Regions from separate parts of the Rattus norvegicus genome. Here region 1 is linked to region 2. A link is a contact called in public HiChIP or PLAC-seq data. All regions are on one chromosome and are shown on one strand. The core of a region is the stretch at or near the end of the contact, and the rest is flanking DNA. Distances in the headings are between cores, read along the strand shown. Region 1 overlaps Tcf4 (transcription factor 4). Region 2 has its middle 220 kb from the start of Tcf4.

Region 1 (5,841 bases), core at 2,796-5,295, 380 kb before region 2:
TACACACAGGCTTAGTTGTTTACGCAGAAAAATCTACATATGAGTACTTCTTAAATCACGCTAGCCTCAAGTTCAAGTTGGATGTATAACTAAGAGTGATATGCGATTGCCAGCATGGCAGCACATGCCGGTCAGTCTAGCACTTAGGAGACTGAGGCAGAAGGACAGAAAGTTTGACCAAGCATAGACCAGACTATGATAATGTTTCTCAAAAGAAAGAGGGGCTGGGGATTTAGCTCAGTGGTAGAGCGCTTACCTAGGAAGCGCAAGGCCCTGGGTTCGGTCCCCAGCTCCGAAAAAAAGAACCAAAAAAAAAAAAAAAAAAAGAAAGAGGGGATTGTGGTCTCCTAAATAAATATCATATTTAATATGTTACTCAAGGCTCCACAAAAATACGATTAATAGATATTGGGCGGTTTTTAAAGCATAGTAAATACTTATATGTGAACAGAATCTGAAGAGTGCACACGTACTATATGTTTGACACACATGTGCCCGCAGCTCTATGTTTTACACTTTACATATCTATCCTTTATCTCCTTCAACGTTCCACTCCCAACTTAGATAGTGAGAGTGTATTCAATACACATAGCTACTGTACATACATATGCGGGCATACCTACATACAAGCATTTTTAGCTCCAGTCGTCTGTTTATGTGTAATGTCTGAAATGATCTTCTCCCTTGATTGTGTCTGAGAACACAATCAATCTGGATTTTGTTGAGAAATTGGGAAAAATAATCTGAATTCAAGATGTATTCCAGATTATCTATAGAGCGGACAAAGAGTAGGGAGATAGCCAACCGTTAGAAAGAAAGAAGAGTGACACCCTGTTACCTTTTCAAGACCAAGAAAATGGAGAAAATAGCCACACTCTTGGGTAGATGGGGCCAGCTACCACATGACATTAGCGACAGTTGAGTGAACTTGAGGCGTAAGATCTGACAACACAAAGCATCTATTCTGACAATGTGATATTTAAGGGAAATGTCCTGTTTGCAGAAGGATTTGGCCAAGGGAGGAAGTCAGGAGCACAGGATGGCAGAGAAAGGAGGAGAGGGAGCGGCGATCAGGGGAAGGATGCAGAGTAGGGGAGGGGCCAGAAACATGACTTCATCTTATCCAAAGCACTCCGGAAACGAAATGTGTCAGTGTTTACGGACAGCAGTCTCCAGGGCTAGAACCTGCAAAATTTATCATCTGAATGTTTTTGGACTGAATCTGAACCATGTAAAGAAAGATATTTTTTAGAGTACTTGTGCATGCCGTGTGCCAGAAGCTGGAGGCTCCGTCACTCTCAAGGGGGTAACTAGCAAGAAAACCTAGCAAAACCTCATTGAAGACCATGGTGACAAGAGAGAGCCACTTGCCCCTCCATGAGAGGTGTTAGGTTGTGATGAGGACTACACGTTAGGATACGGTTATTTGGCGATGTCAAATGAATCAAAATAACATTTTAAGAATGACGCTTATATGATGTATGGAGAATTAATGTTAAAGTCACTGGAACGCAAACCTGGGATGACAGGCCACCAAAAGAGCCTTTACAGGTTATGTTGTCCCTTCGTGGTCTAAGTTCTTCGATGGTTCCATGTCTGGAGGGGCTGGCCTGGGAACTGGGGTTAGGATTTACTTACAAATAAAGAGAAATTTGCAATGCAATCCCCCAAAAAATTCAACGTCCTGAAGTTTCATCTACCACCATTAAGGGGCTGACTCAATCCATAATCTCAGAGATATATAGTAATTACTTACACAAATATAGTTACTATAGAATATGTAATGGAGTGACCCAACAGGCATCACTGCTTTTTGAAGAAGAGCTCATTCTTTAGACAGAGTCCCCTCTCTCCCACTGCCGGGAATGATACTCTCTCCCAAGGGCGCTGTCCACCATGCAGTACAGAGAGGTAGCATCTTCTTAGCTGCCCTTGAATGGTTTCATACCGTGGCCTGGGGTCAAGAATTGTCTGTTCTATCACCATCCCGCAGGCCTTAAGACAGTAGGAAAAGCCAGGCAAAGAAAGAGTGGCTCCATTCAGACAACCTTTCTCACTGGCTGCAGGTGACGGTGGCTCATTCAGATTTCTAAGGAGACTCAAAATGCCCTTGGGATGTAAAGCAACATGGGCTCATTTTCCTAGAAGCAAGGGAGAACTACACACCCCAGCAGGGAGCCCTCTTCTAGGGTTACCCCACAGTCTGACTCCCAGGGTTCACCCCGTGAAATTCTATTCCCAACTCAGACAAACTAGGCTTCGTCGCAGACAGAAGCAGGCCGAGAACAGCAAAGACTGTATGGCTAAGAGCACTGCACACCTTATGTGCCCTTTGAGCCGTCAGTAAGTCCTTTTAAGATGGCAAGACTACACCCACACTGGAACTTATGTTCCCATTCCGATGAATAAATCAGTGACCGGACTCAATCTTAAGTGACTTCATAGTTTCAGAAAATATTTGATTGATGTCTAAAGATGAAATCCAAAGGAAACCCAACAACCCCTGCCCCCATGGCACCCCTCAATACCTTGAGAGTAAAAGAGATTAAGAAGCCTCCGTTCGGAGTCGGTCCCAACAGGAGTGGCCAGCAGAGGGCGCACATGTCCCAACACAGCAGCCTCAGGCTAGGCAGGCACTCCCCAAACCTATTTAAAGCCTTAAAACCTGACCGAATTTAAAAGAGGGGCTAGAGAGCTAGTCACAAAAGTAATCTCAATTTAGGATTACTAAGAAACACAAGTACATTATTATTTAACAGCGACTTTAATAAGGGCTTCTTGGCTGCTGTAGGAGAGCTGTTCTGTAAAAAGAGGTAAATTTCTTTGCGTACAAGCGAGCTTATGTTTCTTCCCAAGACTACTGTGGTTTTAATAGGCCTGTGCGGCCTATATTAGGAATTCTCTACAATACGTGTATTTTTAGAAGTAAAGTAAATGCTAAATTTCTAGCGTGCAGCGTGTGTGTGTGTGTGTGTGCGCGTGTGTGTGTGTGTGTGATTTATATTAAGTCACTCTTTGAAATAGCATCTCTCTTAGTGTGCGTCTAGCCATATGTTCCACACAAAACCATTCATCTTCGTGGCTTACCAGCCACCCAAGTACATAGCATTTCATGTCTAAATCCACATGCGCACACCCCTTATTGTTTTTCCATGTTTGGTGTTCCATCGGTTAGTGCCAAACTGTCTGCTTGAAGCTTCTGTATTTTTCTTGCTTTGGGGTTACAAAAAGTTATTCCAGAAAAGGTGCTCCCAGCTATACGTATGTATGGATCAATCGACAGGCGTTGTTTATTTAAGAGTCTTCCCCCCAAAATGTGAAGACCACCCACCCATCTCTCCCAACATTTTTTGAAACAACAGAACAATTTTAAAATGGAGGGGGGGGGGGGGAGAAAGTACCAAATAAAGAGAAATGTCGAATCCAACACCGTTTTTCTTTTCGGATAAAAAGATTAAATAACCCGCACAAGAGTAGCTTCTCCTTTCAAATAGGTTACAATAAAGGGACGTTTGTCAAATAACTCTCAAACTGGAAGCAAGGCTGGATAATTTCACTTTGTTTATCTACCCCCCCCCATCAATGGCCATTTCAACCTAAGCCCTACCGCTCAAACAAAAGCAGTGGAGCTCTGAGGCATAGCCATCAAGTGATTCCTTTTTTAAAAAAATCAAATCTCTCAGACTTGAGAGATGAACTGGGTCCACGTTGTCTACAAACCAGGTGGCTTTGGTGACACATAGGTCGTGGTAAATGATATGCGCCCTTTAGCTGATGTGGCTCCTCCATTTCTGCATAAGTTAAAATGACGAGGTTTTGTTATTCCTAAGCACTCAATTCCGAACTGTTTGCACAATCTGTTAAGTCCAGGCAGATTTAAATGATTCTGACATGCAGCCCGCCAAGGCCAGTGACGGGGATAATGCCTCTTTACATGGGTAAAATTCTGTGCCACACAGGTCACCCTCTTCGGGGGAATCAACTGTGTGTCTCCTCTTCGCTTTTCCACCGCCATCGTTCATCCTGCAGCCTGGAGCCGAGAGTGAGACGCAAGAAAGGAGCTGAGTGCTCAAAGCAAAAATCTGCTTCCAGGACAATCCATTATATCTGACAAGTTAAATGTTCCATGGTAGGCCATATGGCACGAGAGCAGGCCCGACGATGGAAGGGAAGAACTGGGCAAATGCATCACGATTAAGGAGTTTGGCTACACACTTTAGTCTGAATTACTTTTTTTTCCCCTCTCAAATTGTAAATGTTGCCCCCAAATTTTTCATTTGAGTACCTTTGAAAAGGAGTTTCTTTTGAAAAGACAACCTGTAGTTTGGGGATCAGAATGAAAAAAGGTTAGGGCAGGTGGGTTTCAGAAAATCTTACAGACCTGTAGCCTCGCCATTTCAGTTTCAAGACAAATAACAAGTAGGTTGGAACATGTAAATGAGCCTGGGACAGCACAAAATGCAACCAATTCCCATGTTTAAGTCTCTCTCTAGATAGAAAATAATCTTACAAGTTTCACGGTGAGAATGGGCGTGTTCCCATGTCTTCTGGGGCTTCCTTTAACACTCACCAATGAATTGAATGAAGATGGCCTCTGCATAGCTACCACACATGCTAGGTCCCATGGTCAGGTCTGAAAGCCATCTAAGCCACTCACCACAAAAGCCAGGCGGCCTCCAAGAAAAGCGTGCTTGTTGTTAGGGACAAAGTCATCTAAAGTGTGTCAATGCTGTCATGGAGGGTGGCACTGACTTGCAGCTGAGGACGATGTAATAAAATGGATTAAACAGCTACTGTCCCGTGGCATGTTGCCTCCCCGCTCTACCATATAAAGCAAGCAGCAAGCAGACAGTCTTAGCTTCTTCCCAAGGAAGTCTCAAGGAAGAAATGGTTCCGTAACAAAAGCTGGGGAAGCTTCTGGGGAAAGTACATGGACTCAGGCGACCCTGTGGTAATTTTATCTGCTCCCTCACTTTCTGGAAGTAACGCGTCCATAAGCAAAATATATGATGTATGTGAATGTGTGCATACTCACCTGTGTGTGTATGGGAGTGTGTACACGTGCACATGCGTGCGTGTGTGCGTGTGTGTGTGTGTGTGAGAGAGAGAGAGAGAGAGAGAGATAATGGGTTGGTTCTCAACAGTAATGATACTGTTCAAGGTATTCACAGTGGTTTGCAAACATGAAATTCACAATCTTTAAGAGAAGAGCGACACACGTTTCCTGGGGAAGATATGAAGACTCATTTCCCTAAGCTATGTTCACTCTCCATCTCTCCAGAGGGTCACTATTTCCCCAAATGTACCCGCTTCTGCCTTAATTAAGAATCACATTGCTTCTAAGAGCATATATACTTTAGAAAAATAGATCCATGCTTTCTGTTGAAAAATGCGGTCAGGTTTTTTTTTTTGGTGGTCTGATAGTAACTTGATGAAATCGGGTATCTGCACTTTTCTTATTAACACAAAGACAATTTATTGAATTATGGAGGTGAGTAAGTGGGTAATGAGTTGGTAATCTGTATTTTATAACAACCATCAATGTTACAACTCTATATAATATTGATCACTTTCAGGAATGTGCCCTGTGACCTTCATTATCATATTAATCGACATGTATCAGAACTATTATAGCAAGTATTTTCATTCTATGTGTGCAGCATGAAGAAAAATTTAGGTGGTTAACTGGTTTGCATCACTATGCACAGCAATGAAGTAGAAAACCAACACACACACACACACACACACACACACACACACACACACACTTCTCATGCCTACACTGTATTTTGCCAGCCATACCATATATTACTAGGGAAAGTTTGGCCATTAACGAAGCAT
Region 2 (5,854 bases), core at 663-3,162:
AGAAGTGGTGCTCTATAAAGGCCCTAAGAGCAAGAAACCAATGAAATTATCTGGCACATTAAAGAATAATAATGTTAATGACACCGTCAGTGGCCAGGGATGAGGTTACCTCCTGTGGTTTAAGGGTGGGGGGAGGCTTGCGTACATTCTGTTGGGCACTTTTGCACATTTTCCTTTGTGAACTGGTTGTGGCTGGAAGCCTACAGGTGAAAGCTATTACTTCAGCTATTAACTTCAGAAACACTCCCAGCTTAGTCACGCGGGAGGCTTAGCTGCCAGACCTTTGCTCTTGGAGCAGAGTTTTGGTCTAGAAGGACAATACTCTTATCAATGTTGCCTTTGGTGAAATTCCTTCATTTTGTTTTGTTTTTGTTTTCTACATGTTCCAATCTGACAATAAATGTGACTGACGTAGGCTCAGTGAATAGTCGAAAGCTGTCAGATAAAAGCAGGTATTTCTAACTCAAACATTTGTCTATGATGATTCTTCAGGAGGTTTTTTTTTTTTTTCTTCTGTTTTCTCGGTTGTCTTTTGTAAAGAACTTAAATGTTGGAATACCCTGAGCCTTGGAAGAATCCTCCTTCCAGCTCCCTTCATCTACCATTGATGATTTTATACTCATTTAGTTCAGTCTCTGCCAAACTGTTCCTGTTTAGGTCTGGCTTTTGTATGCCATCCCATTCTGTACACCAAACGGACACGTGTACATTCTACCTTGTACATTTTGCACTTTTAAGTGGCTCGATGATCTCAACGTACATCTGCAAACAGGTTGCTTAGCAAGATGCCCGCATTCTGCCGGGAGCCCTTATCTTACCTGGCGTAAACTAAGCCTGCACCTGCTTCCAGAGAGGAAACTTGGCCAGAGCCAAGCTCAGAACAAACTCATCCACCTATTACAGACCTTCTGTAATTCTTCCGTTCCCTTGCTGATACCGTCATTCTATGAAAACAGAAAGCCATTAGCTTCTTGTACATCCTGTTTTGATAGAGAAGGAAAACTATCTAAAAAGAAAAATATAATAACCACACATTAGAATATCCTGTGTAGTCCCTGCCACATAGTAGACAGCTGCAGAAAAACACAATATTTAAAATAAGTTAACAAAACAACAGTCCCTTGGGGCCTTCCACTCCTGTTTAAGTCTGTGCAACAATGTATCTTGTGGGCTCAGTTTTCCGTAAACATAAAGTTGCTTAGTTCCCAAGGACACCACGTGTGTATGTTTTTTTTTTTTTTTTTTTAAATTTTCTCCCTTGAGCACTTTCTTTATTGAAGGTCTATGCAACGGTTCAGCAGAAATTATGCGACATCTTTCCTCAAAGGGAGCTGTATTAATGTGCCAATGCCCTTTCTTTAATGCACTTTAAAATTCTGACGCGCCTTTTAAAAAGTATGAGTTGTGCTGGGAAAGTCTAATCTCTGTTCTTCATAAGCGGAAATGTGCTATTTTGGTAAGAGTAGCATTGAAGCGGGGCTTCAGCATACGGGTGTCTCTGTAGTACAGATGTCCGAAGACACTGGATGCCCAAATCAACCAGCTAGAAATGTTAATTCTGCCAAAATTAGTCAAGGGAACTTCAATGACTCATTTAAGCAAATTGAGAGTGAAAAAAAAAATCTTAAAACTAATCAAAATAGTTAGATTTCATCCTAACTCAGCGTTTAGAAGGATGGTTTTCTTACAGTCTGTTGCTCTATTACGTACAACGGCTCTGTACATCTCTGATGACTTCATACAGATTTTTTCAAAAGTTGCTTGGAATACTATAGTTCTCGTTCACGGATCAAATCAATTTTCCTTTCTTCTCGACTACACAGCCACCCGCCTGTCTTTGGAAGCTCCTCTCTTTGGATCTCTTCCCGTTCCAATCAGTGTGTCCTTTTAAAAGTGTTTCATTAAGGCTGAAGTTCCAAGGACATGACTTCCCTCTTTGAATAAAATGTGCCTTCTTATTTGAATGCAGACTGCCTGTGCCCTCACTGTACAATCAAAACAATGGAAAATACACCCAGTGCACTCAGGCAAAATTGGTGTGTGAGTCTCCTGGAAATTTGTAACAACAGGTGCAGACAGATAGGCTGGCAAAGCGAGCCAGGTTCCTAACAATTCCTAATAAGGAAATAAACGTTAGGTATGCATTATTAAAGTGTTTTATGTAATTTTTCTACTAAAACAACCAGGACCCCATCTAGTAACCATTTCTACAGCATTCATACGATAATAATTTTTAAAAAAAAAGCCGACACCATCTTTCCCGGTTTTGACACTCCTTTGTCTGGCGTAATGAAATTTGCATATGTATACTTGTTTTATAGGAGAAAAATATACACAGTTCTCTCCCAAATCGTTGAAAAATCCGGGCTATCAATCAAGCTAGTAGAAGATTCTTCTCTCTTTGCATCTGATAAATGTAGGATCACATTTATTACATATAGGCCATATCCCCCAAGGAATTTCAACTGTAATAAACGGCTAGGCATGCATATGCGCTCCTTTTTTTTTTTTTTTTTTAATAAAAGGAACATTGCCAAATTTCGGAGTTACTTTGTTTTTTGTGAATAAGGGTTCTTCAGCCTTAGGAAAGGCTCAAATGCCCTTTGCTGAGGAATTCTGTGTGCGCTTGTTAAAGACATTTAAGTTTTAATTCGCTTTCGCACAACCTGAAAAATATAAATACTTAAAATTTTGATCTCACAATGCCTTTGATTACTGAATGCCATTTACAAGGTTTTTGTCATTGTGGGTAGAACTGGAAAAGAAAATAGTCTCCTTTGTAATTAAAAGATGAGCATATTATTTATACTTATGATCCAATAGCTTTTCCTTAGGTTTTCCCTTTCTAAATACCAATATAGCTTACTATTTTTGATGCTTCCAAATTTCTAATAGTAGGTTTTCTATAAAAGAGAGCACGGGTGCCTTATAGAAATTAAAAAGCAAAAACAAAAATCAAAACAAAAGCAGAATCAACAGAATTTTCTTAGGGAGCCCAGAGCATTAATAAGTGCTTTAAATACAGCAGAAGAATAGTGCACAGAAGCGAGAGAGGGAAGAAGGAAACAGAATGAAAACATCTATACCTTTAAGTGAAGATGCTTAAGGGCCTTACATTCAAATGAATGAATCGAATTAACTTCATAGAAATGCAAAGACGTGTTTGTTGGAACAGAGTTCTAACTTGCCACCCTCTACAGGATGTCTAGAGATTAAGGTTGAGAAAACTTGAAAACAGCATGGGCCCAGATAGGACTGATTTACCAATGTAAGAAAATAACCATATGAGACATGGTGCCTTCTGACTTCACTTTGATGGGAGAGAGCAAACTGCCACACAATTGCCGCATTTCTTTCTGTTCATAAAATCCCTCAGAGCTCTCTCTACTACCAACTGTTCCTATTGGGTTTCAACCCTGAGTTTTTGGTAGACCTCTGGGTGAGCCTGCTATAACAAGCAGGGGCTAGCCGAACAGAGTCCCTTTGGGCCAGTAGCCTGTTAGGTTTAGGAGAAAAGAGAAATTAGAAGGCATTTTACTTCTAAAACATTGTAGGTTATGGGAACAAGGGCTAGTGTAATTGCAGAGCTCACGTGTCTGCATGTGTGAATATGTGTGCGTCTCTTCATATGTGTGTGTGCGAAAGAGGGATTAATGAGAAAGAAGACAGGAAGAGAGAAGAGAGGGGGGAAGAGGGTTGTCAGCATGAATGAAGCTGAAGGAAAGATTTCTCTAAGGAGCGTATATTTCACATATTAAAGAGCATATGTGGAGCTATATAAATGGAAGTCGAGTAGTGCCAACCATGGAACTAAAAACACACACATATTGTGTATATATGTGTATGTGCTTAGATTTTCTTTTTGTTAGTAGGTTTTTTTTTGGAGTGGAGGGAGACAGGAATCAAGTGCCATTTTACCAGCAATTCCGTGGGCTTCGCAAGCCATCCCTGCAATCCTGACTCCGCCAATTACCCTCGTTTAGTTCTTCATTACCCAAGCTGGTTGACCTGCTTCTGTGCATAATAAGGTTAATTGTAATGAAATGAAATATTTGATTTTATTAATTTCTTATCCACTATGGCTCCAGAATTCTTACCAATGCTAGGATATCGGGTAATATGGCTCGGCTGCTAAAGTTTGCTCCCTCTGCTCTTGTCTCTGTGGGAATGGGAAATTTACTGGCTCATGCATAAACAGGAACTGTTAGTATTGTATCTCGGTAAGACCTGAGCGTGTGCACACGTGCGTGTGCGTGCATGCGCGCACACACGCAAACACACACACACACACACACACACACACACACACACACAGGCAAACAGTGCTAGTGGATTTCTCTCCAGACCCCTCTGCCATTGCTAAGGGTAGCATAATGCCAGCATGCTTCCTCTTTATGAAGCCTTGGCTCCTGGAGAAAGAAGAAAGTTCTGGTTGGAAGGGTGCAGTGCAAGTGGAAGACCGAGGTTTAGACAGACTGCACTCACCTCCCAAGCCTCTTCCTACTTCCTGCCGACATCCACTGTGCACCGGAAGGTGAAAGGGACAGCTTTACCCTAACAGTATTTTTGACAAAGCATTTCAGTACGAACGACTATTTCACATTTCCTTCCATAGACTTGATGGACGCGCAGCGAGTTCGTGGAAGTAGAAGAAAATTAGAATATTCATGCAGAGACAAGAGTGAAATAAATACGTACGGTTAAGAAGAAAAGTTAATTTTTCAAAAGAAGAAATTTTGGGGGAAAAAAAAAGAGAGAAGTTTTGGAAGTGTATTGGAAATTCTACATAAAACCAAATCTAAATGACATTCAATTTAGTTACAAAACTAGTTCAATAGATAGTGTCCTATGAATAGTTTATTATATTATATACACAAATCTAGATGCTGGGAGAAAGAATAGGGTATGGTAGTTCAGCAATTGGATTGGTTAGTCAACTGACCTAAAACATGTCAGTCATCTTCGAGTTTGGAAAAAAAAAAAACCTGCCTTTTTCTCTGAGATGTCCAAAATTATTTCTTGCTGTCTGTGGAACAGTGAATGGAACTGGGTCTTAGCTTGTAATTTGGAGTCAAATAAAGTGAGAAAGAGGAAGCAAAGTGTAGGTGGAAAAGGTGGTTTTCCTTTCAGTCTGAATGATTTAAGTCCTGTAACAAAGCTTACTAATGTTCTTAATCGTGTGGTCTAAAACTCGACTTTCCTCCTCTAGGACCTAGAACAATCAGGCCTCGATTGGAAAAGATAAAGGAATTAAAGTAAACGAGTCTATAAAAATCTGAATAAATGGGAAATCAAACTTTATTTAATGTCAGTCTACTCAATTTTGATCTTTTTATTCCCTTCACTCAATTTTGATGTTTTTATGCCTGTCATAGATGCCTGACATTGGCATTTCATGACTTCTTTTGATCTGAAAATATATTATTCTCTTGTCTTTTCAATTTTGTGTAGACCTTAGTTGTGCCTTCAAAAACAACAACAACAACAATAACAACAGATATCCTCTTTTGGTTAATAAGGTTAAAAAATAAAAGGAAAGCAAACAACCCCCCCCCAAAAAAAAGGTAAAATGTAATAGCAATTAGGCTTCTCAGTGAGCATGCTCAGTGGGTCTCTCCTGGTTGCTAGGCAACGAGCTGAAGGTGTGTAGCATAGAAGGGCCCAATGCAAAAATACAAGCACCTTTGACATGGATCTCACCTGATCCAAAAATCCACCCTCATTTAGCGAGTTAAACGTGGGCTATCCTTTAGTGGGTTGTTTTGTGGGTTCCTTTCCTACATTTGGGGGACAGGTGGTGGGGAAGGGGAGTGGGGCAGAGGGTGGGGGTCTAGTGTCTCAGGTCTAAGAGCCA

What was found. HiChIP or PLAC-seq counts read pairs in DNA pulled down with a chosen protein or histone mark.
Region 1: an H3K27ac HiChIP or PLAC-seq map of oligodendrocytes shows a contact between it and region 2, with 3 times the contacts expected there. The contact joins two enhancer-like sites. A contact is called at or near these places in 1 of 12 Hi-C or Micro-C datasets (frontal cortex) and 1 of 1 datasets of contacts at active chromatin or transcription factors (oligodendrocytes).

The regions. Positions count from the first base shown.
Region 1 is chr18:65,376,710-65,382,550 of GRCr8, reverse strand. The region is part of intron 4 of Tcf4 (transcription factor 4); the gene reads right to left. Among named protein-coding and RNA genes, the nearest start is that of Tcf4, 160 kb to the right of the region's middle. Within about 2 kb of position 4,045, at least 16 of the 93 cell types and tissues checked have an H3K27ac peak or open chromatin away from gene starts, as enhancers often do.
Region 2 is chr18:64,998,284-65,004,137 of GRCr8, reverse strand. No RefSeq gene overlaps it. Among named protein-coding and RNA genes, the nearest start is that of Tcf4, 220 kb to the left of the region's middle. Within about 2 kb of position 1,912, at least 6 of the 93 cell types and tissues checked have an H3K27ac peak or open chromatin away from gene starts, as enhancers often do.